2 separate regions of the Lactuca sativa genome follow, and region 2 is linked to region 1. The links are chromatin contacts, called in public Hi-C maps. All regions are on one chromosome and are shown on one strand. The core of a region is the stretch at or near the end of the contact, and the rest is flanking DNA. Distances in the headings are between cores, read along the strand shown. Region 1 holds the start of LOC111889921 (pyruvate kinase, cytosolic isozyme). Region 2 holds the start of LOC111889890 (pentatricopeptide repeat-containing protein At5g56310).

Evidence for each region. Hi-C and Micro-C count contacts between places; a contact is called where the count stands out from the background.
Region 2: a Hi-C map of leaf shows a contact between it and region 1, with 3 times the contacts expected there. The contact joins the promoter of LOC111889890 here to the promoter of LOC111889921 in region 1. A contact is called at or near these places in 2 of 4 Hi-C or Micro-C datasets (leaf and seed).

Annotation. Positions count from the first base shown.
Region 1 is chr6:80,922,833-80,927,721 of Lsat_Salinas_v11, reverse strand. LOC111889921 (pyruvate kinase, cytosolic isozyme) reads right to left here and starts at 1,794. Exons shown (of 3, transcript XM_023886066.3): 1 at 1,200-1,794; 2 at 495-956; 3 at 1-386. The coding sequence starts at 1,451.
Region 2 is chr6:81,078,248-81,083,403 of Lsat_Salinas_v11, reverse strand. LOC111889890 (pentatricopeptide repeat-containing protein At5g56310) reads right to left here and starts at 2,907. Exons shown (of 1, transcript XM_023886049.3): 1 at 1,150-2,907. The coding sequence starts at 2,778. The coding sequence ends at 1,162. LOC111889874 (kinesin-like protein KIN-14T) reads left to right here. Exons shown (of 11, transcript XM_023886033.3): 11 at 1-1,054. The coding sequence ends at 921.

The DNA of each region.
Region 1 (4,889 bases), core at 545-3,044:
GTGATCTTTTTGAAAAGGAGCGGATAATCGATTGTGTTTTCAGCTTCCATGCAAATCTTAGCCATGGTGGCGACTGCTATGTCGGGGTAGGCCCCGGCGGCGGTTTCACCACTCAGCATGACACAGTCTGTGCCATCGAGGACCGCGTTGGCCACGTCTGTGGCCTCTGCTCGAGTTGGCCTTGGGGATTTGATCATGGACTCGAGCATTTGGGTCGCGGTCACAACTGGTTTTCCTTTTACGTTGCATTTGTAAATCATGGTTTTCTGTGCCAAGAAAATTTTCTCGATTGGGATCTCCATTCCGAGGTCACCACGAGCCACCATGAATGCATCGGTGTTGGCTAGGATTTCATCGAAATTGGAAACGCCTTCTTGATTCTCAACCTAGAAAATATAAATAATAGTTTTCATGATACAGAGTTTGTTAACCGACCCCACTAAATAAGTAAATATGATATGAAATTAGTGAGAGATAAAATAAAGAAAACGGACCTTTGACATAAGGACGATGTTTTTGGCATGTTCACCAAGGACTTTGCGAACCTCAACAAGATCAGAACCTTTGCGGACGAAAGATAAAGCAATCAAATTAATGTTATTAGGAACACCCCATTTGAGAAGATCCTCCTTATCTTTTTCTGTCAAAGTTGGGAGATCAACAATGACACCTGGAAGATTAACATTCTTTCTCTCACCAAGAGTCCAGGTGTTCTCACAACGACAACGAACCAATCCCTTTTCAGTATCACAAGAAAGAACAGTAAACGTAATGGTGCCATCTGAACAGAGTATCGTGCCTCCTGGTTTCAAATCATGAGCCAACTTTTTGTAACTCATGCATATCATATTCTCGTCACCTACAATCGAGTAATCGGTGGAGATTGTGATCTCTTGACCTTGCGTCACTTGGATCGGTTTCCCATCTTTCAGAAACCCGGTTCGAATTTCTGGACCCTAATTTATCCATCGGAAACAAAATCAACGGTTTCTATGCTTAGTTATACCAAAATTCAATCAAAATGGATACGATTCATTTCTTCCATCTCGTATGACGTTAACAAAACGAAAATGCGGATGGATCAAAACGAATAACATTGTGATTTTGTAACAATGATTTATATACGCGATCTGTATGACATTCATATATAGAAATCGAAAGAGTGATGATATTGATAGGTAGTGAAGAAGGAAACATACTTTGGTATCGAGCATGACTGCACATTGAATACCGGTGTTCTCCATGGCCTTACGGAGATTCTCGAGGGTTTCCTGATGATACTCGTAAGATCCATGAGAGAAATTGAAGCGAGCGACATTCATACCTGCCTTGAGAAGTTTTTCAACCATTGGAATCGACCTAGAAGCGGGTCCCAAAGTGCAGACGATCTTCGTTCTGGGCCTCTTCCAACCTACTTCTGGGTGGACCTGAGGAGTGGTGATGTGTTCCATTTTTGTCTCCGATGAACAACAGTATTCCGATCAATTGATCGGATGAAGAGTGTGGTGATGAATTTATGTGAATTCAAGAGCAAATGGAAGTTGGGGAATTGTCGAGAGTAGGAAATAAGAAGGTGTTTGCAGAATTTGTGGATCAACGAAATGAGAGGGATGCATAACTGAATTGGAAAACTGGCATGAGAAGCGGGGCTTGGTCTTTTGGGAGTTTTCACAAAAAATGTGCGAACTTTGAAACTATATTCCGAATATGGTGCTGTTTATTTTTTTACAGAAATTTTCAATATTTTCCCGTTTTAGGATGCGAAATCAACATTTATGCTATTATGTTTTACTTCTAGTCCTTTCTTTTTTAAACTTTTGTCACATTTTATACTTTATATGTTGTTTTGTATTTAATATTATAGATATTGTGATCATATTTGGGGCCAATATACCCAAATAGTCAATTTTTATCACAAAACAACCATTATAATTGCGAAAAAAAGCTAGTGAATAAGAAAAAAAGTCAGTGAATAAGTGACGGTACGTTTCATGGTAAAATGAGCTCGCATTAAATTTTAGTATTTTTTAAAATAAAATTTCAAAATAAATATCAACGAAATAATGAATAAGTAATTCAATTTATACTAATAAAACAAACAATTCACATATTTTTAAAAATTATTTTAAATCACAATTTTCAAAAACTTATTTGAATACAACATTAGATGTCATACCGTTAAGGTTATCGTCATTGTCTAATATTAATATTTTAAGTCAAAAATGAGTGAATAAGACATATTTGTAGTCTTCCTTCTTAAATTTTATTTTCTGGATGATAAATTGATAGAAAAACCTCGAGCGATTGATGATGAATCTCATGTCATTAGACAATATAGAATATCTATTTCGTATGATGATATTTGTCTATTAGTAATAAAATTATAATAGGCAGGGAATTAAATTAAACCTGAAAGAAATATAGTATGTGCATTATATTTTAACTAACAGATGAAGTAAGAAAAAAAATGTAGCTATCTTGGAACCATTAGATAACAAAGTTCTTATATTAAAAGCGAAAGTAGATTAGATTTGAAAAATTCTTGAGCACGACCCACATTACCTATGTCATGAAAACATTATTTAATAAAAATATGCAATACTTATCTCATAATAAACAAACAGAAAAAAATAAACAATACATTCATAAATTAGTTTAAATATCATTTTATGTATAAAAGTCGATAATAACTTGATACATATACCATAATATCATTTGGCGTGACGGAGATATTATTAGATCTTCTATTATCTAAATAATTTTTCCTATGTTTTTATCTATTTTTAGAGTTGCTGGATAATGGACTTTTGATATCCAATTCAAATTAGATAGGAAATTTGTATGTTGATATTCACATCATATATTTGGGTTACGGATAACATATATACATTTGTTTAATGAATGTGTTTGACTGTTAAAATTAGAAAACTAGTGAAATTAGAAACATTGAAAATGTATTTATTAAAAAAAAAAAAAAAAAAAAAAAAAAAAAGACAAAATAAACATATTCATATCATTGTAAATGACATATAATAGAGATATTACATTAAATTTGGAAATAGATTCAAAGAAATAATCATGACAAACATTAGTTATTAAATAATAACAATGAATAATATGCATTGTTTATGTCGCAAAAAAATTAGAGCCAACAAGCACATTTATTTATTTTATTTTTTATTTTAAATATTAATAGAATTGTCTTTTTTTATTTTAAATATTGATATAATTGTCGTTAAAAAAAAGTTTGGCGAGACTAATTTCGGAATTTATTGTTGCAAATTTAGATTTCAAGAAATCAATATTGACATTTAATTTTAACATAACTTTGAGACATTTGCTACATTTAATTTTACGAAATCAACTTTTGACATTCATCACATTTTTTAAATGTATGGCATTCAAATCGGTATTTAATTTTGGCAGTTTTATTTGAAGAAAATAATATTGTTGGGAACTTTAATTTTGCAAAACCTCAATCTACAGTCTAGAACCCTCAACTCAACTTGGTTAAAAAGTTAACAGTCAAAGTCACTCAGTTAGCTACCACATCGTGGCCAAGTATATATCGTGTCGTGGCAGTCTCGCGACAAACAGTCATGAGAAACCCTCCACCATGTCGTGGTGAGCATGTCGCCACGTCGTGGGAACTGTCTTGGACAACTTAATGGATTAAGCCCTTAATCCATTAAGCCACACATATAAATTCTCCAGAAGGCTTCCTTACACCCATAAGAATCATAAAAGTCATTGCTCTATTGACATGCATGTCCATTGCGTGTCTTAAACTCTAGTTATGTCAAAATGGTAAAAATAAGGTCAAAACCCATGTATGGAACCAAAACTCTATATAACTTCAAATTTGGAATGTGAGACTATAAAGGGGCCATAAGGATCCATCAAATTACCAATTTTATTGAATCCATCCACTCAAACCACCTTAAACATGGAGAAAAGTGCTTAAAAGTCTAGTTCTAGAAGGATTGCACACAAAAGGTATGAACTTGAGGACTTACAAGGGTCTAGAATATGTGCAAGAAGGTGGTGGGGAGACTTGCTTGTTGAATCTTTGTACAAAGAGCACCTTCTTCCTCTTTAACACCACAAAAAGCTTCAAGATATCAACAAGGGATGTTAGGGTTCATTCTAGACTAGGAGTGATGGAGGGTGAGTGTGAGCAAATCCTAGCCATCACATCCCTTGAATAAGGCTCTAAACCCAGAAAATTAGGGTTTTGCATACTGGCCGCCACCATGTCGTAGCTAGGATCTTGCCACGTCATGGTGTCCAAAAGAAAAAAGTGTGTTTATTATCAAGTGAGACCACGTCGTGGTGCCTTTACCACCACGTTGTGGTCACCTAAAATTCCATATTTGAAATCTTTATTGTTATGAACACAAAGAAGTACATACCTGGTGTTACAAAAGAGCCATGTATTCCTCTATATAGTCCTCAATGCCATCCTCTTGTAAAGGAGAACCCAAAGTTTCATGGGGTGTTTAACCAAGAGGTTAAGAAGCTTGATTCAGTTACGAAGCTTGATTCGAAATTGATCCTAAGTAGTGTTGAGGTGTTTAATCAAGTGGTTAGTATACTAGTGTAGAGTAGGGCTGTCTATACACATATGAGAGAGGTAAAGTTTCTGAACAAGAGGGGTGTGGTGTACTTAGAAGTACAATTCAACCTTAGTAATCCATCCTTTGGAATCGACACCTTAAAAAATGTGGATTTTGACATTAGGAAGAGAAAAGAGATTCATCGATGTGGTAATGGCGGTCTAGTGGTCAACGGGGGTGGCTATCAGAACCGAAAACGATGATAGAGTGAGAGAATAGAGGACATGATGCTTCAATGACACCCTTAGAGTGGGGTTTCTTCCTAGAGTGATT
Region 2 (5,156 bases), core at 1,658-4,157, 150 kb before region 1:
GTTAAGGAATTAGCCATGGCTGACCTGCAACATGAGATGGAAGAGATCGAGCATAACCGCGACAGATTCATGAAAGAGATCAAGAAGTTGAATCAGAAATTGGATTCTCTAACAAAAAAATCATCAGGTTCGATTGGGAAATCGGAAATTGATGATGTAATTACGAAAATGCCATTGTCAACGTCGAAGATGCCGAGATTTATGAAGCCCACAATCTGTAGTACACGAAAATCAGGAACAGGTTATCAGAATTCGTATAAGAAAGAAATTAGACATGAAAGAAGGAAGAAACAATTACCGATATCTCGGGCAGAATCTGTGAGTTTTCCTATAAAGGGCCTGACCGAAAGCTACTCGGGCAGCAGTATCTCAAGAGCAAGCTGCTTGGTGGATTTGAATGATACAGAATTCAGCCATGAAACATCACAATGTAGCTTTAGAATTAGAACGAACATAAACAAACAGAAAAATTCTCTCAAGAACTCAAATGATAAGCGTGTTATTTCAATCCCGACTCCTGTAAAGAAAGGAAAGTCTACGAAAAAGGGGGAAACTACAAAACAAATGATAGGTGTAGATGATTCATCTACTGAAGGAGATATATTATGTCAAATTATGCCATGTGATACCATTAATGACACCTTTCATCAAGATGATTGTGTTAATGGAGTTGAAGGGGTAGTTATATCAAAAGTGTCAACACAAGAAACAAGGTGCTTAGAGGTTTATAAATTGAAAGAAGACCTACCTACCAATGTTCCTATATCAGATTTTGATACTAGTGTCGAGAGTTCAAAAGTTTCCTTTTTGAGATCAGAACTGAAAGAATATATTCTGATATTGTACTACAGTGTTCTTGTGGGATTGGGATTCCAAAGCTTGGGTTTTGAAGATGATTTCTTCCGATCTTTAATTAATTAAAGTTGCAAAAATGCAAAAAGGTTATTGGAAAAAAAGATTCATGATGTATAATGTATTAATGTAAATATATGGAAGATATTGTATAGTGACAAGTAACATGTACATTCGTTAATAAATTTTGTTTTTCTATGTAGTCAATTCATATTAAAATTCACATGATATGTATCTAGATATATAAATTCATATTTGTAGGTATGTGGATATATCAAAGAAAATCAAGTTGCAAAGATGAAATAACTCTTAAAATTCAACCTTCATTAGTCTATTTAACTCAGACAAAACTTCATGTATTCTTTCATATTGAGGATGCGAACTATTTCCAGAAACAAATTCATGAACTCTGTTATTCAATTCAATGCAACTCACACCTGATATCTTCTTCACACCAGTATCTCTCATCACTTTCCTTGTGAATCCAGCTTCATTCCACTGGCCCATAGAAGAATATATATTCGAAAGTAAAGAAAGGTTTCCACTATTATATGGCTCCAATTTGATCAAATGTTTTAAAGCTCTTTCCCCAATCTCCACATTTCCATAAAGTCTAGATGCTGCAAGAAGTGAACCCCAAATAGCTGCATTTGCTTCAAAAGGCATTGAATTTAGTACTTCTTGTGCCTCCCATATGCATCCAGCTCTTCCTAGTAGATCAATCATGCATCCATAATGTTCAATCCTTGGTTTAATTCCATATCTTGGAAGCAAATTGTTGAAATACCAAAGACCTAATTCCACCAACCCCCCATGGCTACATGCTGAAAGAACTGCAATCAGTGTAACTTCATTTGGCCTAACATGAGCTCTTTCCATTCTAGAAAACATGTCAAGAGCTTCTTTTCCTAAACCATGTGAAGCCAATCCAGCAATGGTAGTTGTCCATGTTATAACACATCTATCTTTCATGTTTTCAAAGACCCACATTGCTTTCTTTATGTTCCCTGATTTTGCATACATGTCAATAAGTGCATTGTTGAGGGATGTAGTTTTGTGTATATTGTTTTTATCTATGTAGTTATGAATCCATTCACCTAGCTCTAATGCACCCAACTGGGAACAAGCTGAGAGTGTGACTAACATTGTGACTTCATCAGGGAGCACTCCATCCGTTTGCATTCTTCTAAAAAGAGCAACAGCTTCACAAGGCTTGTTCACTTGAGCATAGCCTGAAATCAAAGATGTCCAAGAGATCACATTTCTCTCAGGCATAATCTCAAACAAGGCACAAGCTCTCTCCACCTCATCAACTTTACAATACGCAGAGATCATTGCATTCCAAGTTGCAACGTCTCTAAGAGGCATTTCGTCGAACACCTTCCTTGCATCGTGAACATACCCACAAGACGCATACATTTGAACTAACGCTACTCCTACATGAACATCGGTATCTAAACCAACACTAATTACATGACAATGAATCCATCTTCCCAAACTCAAACCGCCCTCACCCAAACGACTCACACCCTTTAACAAAAAAGGAAATGAGTAAGAATCAGGTCTTAACCCAATAACTCGTGCTTCGTTGTAGATAAAGACAGCGTCTTTGACACGAGAATTACTCGACAGAGCTTTGATCATGGTGTTGTAAAGGTATATATTCTTGCAAGTCTTATGAAAAAACACCGAAGTAGCATGGTCCAAAAGACCTTTTTCAGAGCAAGTGACGATGAACCGACTGAGAAGAAGATTGTCTTGATCGAGACCTCGAACAAACATGAACCCATGTATTTGATATACGTGAATGCTGTTGGGGCAGTTGTATAGCAATGAGGAGCATATATCATGTGTTGTTGCTGCTATGTATTGGCGTTTATGCTTCAGGAGTAATGAGTTCAAAGACGATCCAACACGAGACAGCATTCGAGTAAACTGGAGCTCCTTAACGCCGTTATGGCCAGAACACCGCCCCCTTATGGCGTTATGTTAAGAGGCGTTGCAAACGGTCGATTCTTTTAAAAAGAATTAAGTTTTTTTTACCTATAAATAGATATCATCTCCCTCGTTTTTATTCGCTCTATTCTTTTTCTTTATTTTTTATACAATTTCAAAGCCTCTTCAACCAAAAGATGGAGCAAAACCCAAACCCACAACCCACAACAACCGAACACAACCTCTCTAACGTTTCCGACGTTGACGTTTCCGACGCAGAATCTCATATCGACCTCAACGCCGACACCTATGAGAGTTCGGATGACATCGAAGAGATCTCCCCTCCACCAAGAGCAGCGGGACGCGACAAAACGAAATGTGTTGCAAAACATGTGGAGGAAGCTGATAGAAAAGCTAGGCATATGGTGGAAATTGAAGCGAAATTCCAGGAACACAAGTTACTACAAAAAGAAAAAAACGATTTACAACGTGAGTACTTGGATTTCTTTCGTAGGCAATTATAGGTGGAGAAGGAGCGACACGAGCGAGAAAATATGACGAACGAGTTGGCAATTCTTAGGACTAGCGTGGAAGGTTTGACGTCCGAAGTTGCGAAGGTGCTACGAGGGATGAAGACGAAGATTCGGGCAAAATATTTGGGCAATTCTTAGGACTATTGTTTTATGTTTTAAATATATCGTTTTTTTTTTGGTCTTGTAATGTTTTTTTGAATTTAAATGTTATGGTTAATTTAAATATTATGTTTTATTTAAATATTATGTTTTATAAAATTATATTCGTTTTTATAATTGTTAAAAAAAAGATAAAAAATGATATTAAAATTTATTTTAGTTTGGTGGTGTGGTGATCATTTCCTACCTATAATTGTGTGACATGTAAGTTGGAAAAATAGTATGGAGAGGAGGATATATACGCACCAGCCTTACCCACTCTTTGAGTGCTTAACTTCGTTTTAAGGTTCTGTTGGCTAAAGTAACAATTTTAGTAAAAACTAGTTAGATGATATATAAAATGATATTTAGATATATTTAGAAAGAGTGGATTACAACAAGGGATCTCTTAGGCCTCCAAGTATATATTGTATGAGAACCATTTGTGGTTTAGGTGGCAGGTGGGCCATGATCGCTCACACCACCCCCGGTACCACAGTCGTGGCCTTTTGTGAAGAATGGTACGATAGGTTACAGAAGGCTTTGGGTCTAATCTCTTTTGAATATACCTTTGACTAGCCATTTTAATGGCTAGTTGTTCAAAAAAACCAGTAAATATAGATCATTCCATCTTTCCTATAAATACTAATCATTTTACAATAATTTTTTTCATATTAGTTCTTTTTCCTTTACTACACAAGCCTAATACATACACAAACCTACCATGAAACAATTTCGACAACCATCAAACTTCCAAACCCAACTACCTTAGGAAGGAAATGAAGAAACCGTGTTAGCTAGTGCTTGGATTTCGGTGTCCAACTATTCAGATGGTGCATTAGATTTAGATAATTGAGGTCAAATACGTCACGGTTTCTTCATTTCATAACTTATATATATACATATTTTGACGTTTTTATTCACACCATTTTTTTCTTTATATTTTATACAATTTCAAAACCTCCTTAACCAAAAAATGGAACAAACCCCAAACATTCATCCACTAAACTCACAACGCACAACAGAACACAAACTCTCTAACGTTTCCGACACAGTCTCACATCAACCTCCGACACCGATGAGATTTTGAACGACATTTAAGAGATCTCCCCTCCACGAGGAGCGGCAAGACACAACAAAGTGAAGTGTGCGGAAAAAGTTGACAAAAAAAACAAAGCTTAAGGTGAAAACTGGATCGATATTCCAAGAACACATCTAGCTATAACAAGAAAAAAAATGATTTGTTAAATGAGTATTGGAAGATATTTAGGGAACAACATGAGACAAGAGAAATGATGAACGACTTGGCAATTCTTAAAAGTAACACCGAAGGTTTGGCGCCCAAATATAAAAAAGTGGTACGAACGCTGGAGGCATTAAAGGAGAAGATTGAGGAAAAATATTTAGGCAAAATTTGAATTTTAGGATGGTTTTATGTTTTTAATTTATGGTATCTTTTCTTTATGATCTTGTAATGTTTTTATTTTCAATTTAAATGTTATGGTTTGATTTAAATAGTATGTTTTATACAATTGCGTTTGTTTTTTTTTTTTTAATTATTAAACAAACTGAAACTCAAAAAAGAAAGAAAAAATGATATGGAAATTATTTCTTAACAATCTTTTTATTCTCTTCGACTTTCTCGAAGGTTCTTCATCAGCATATTTTTCAGACTTCACAACTGTTTGTTTCCTTTTG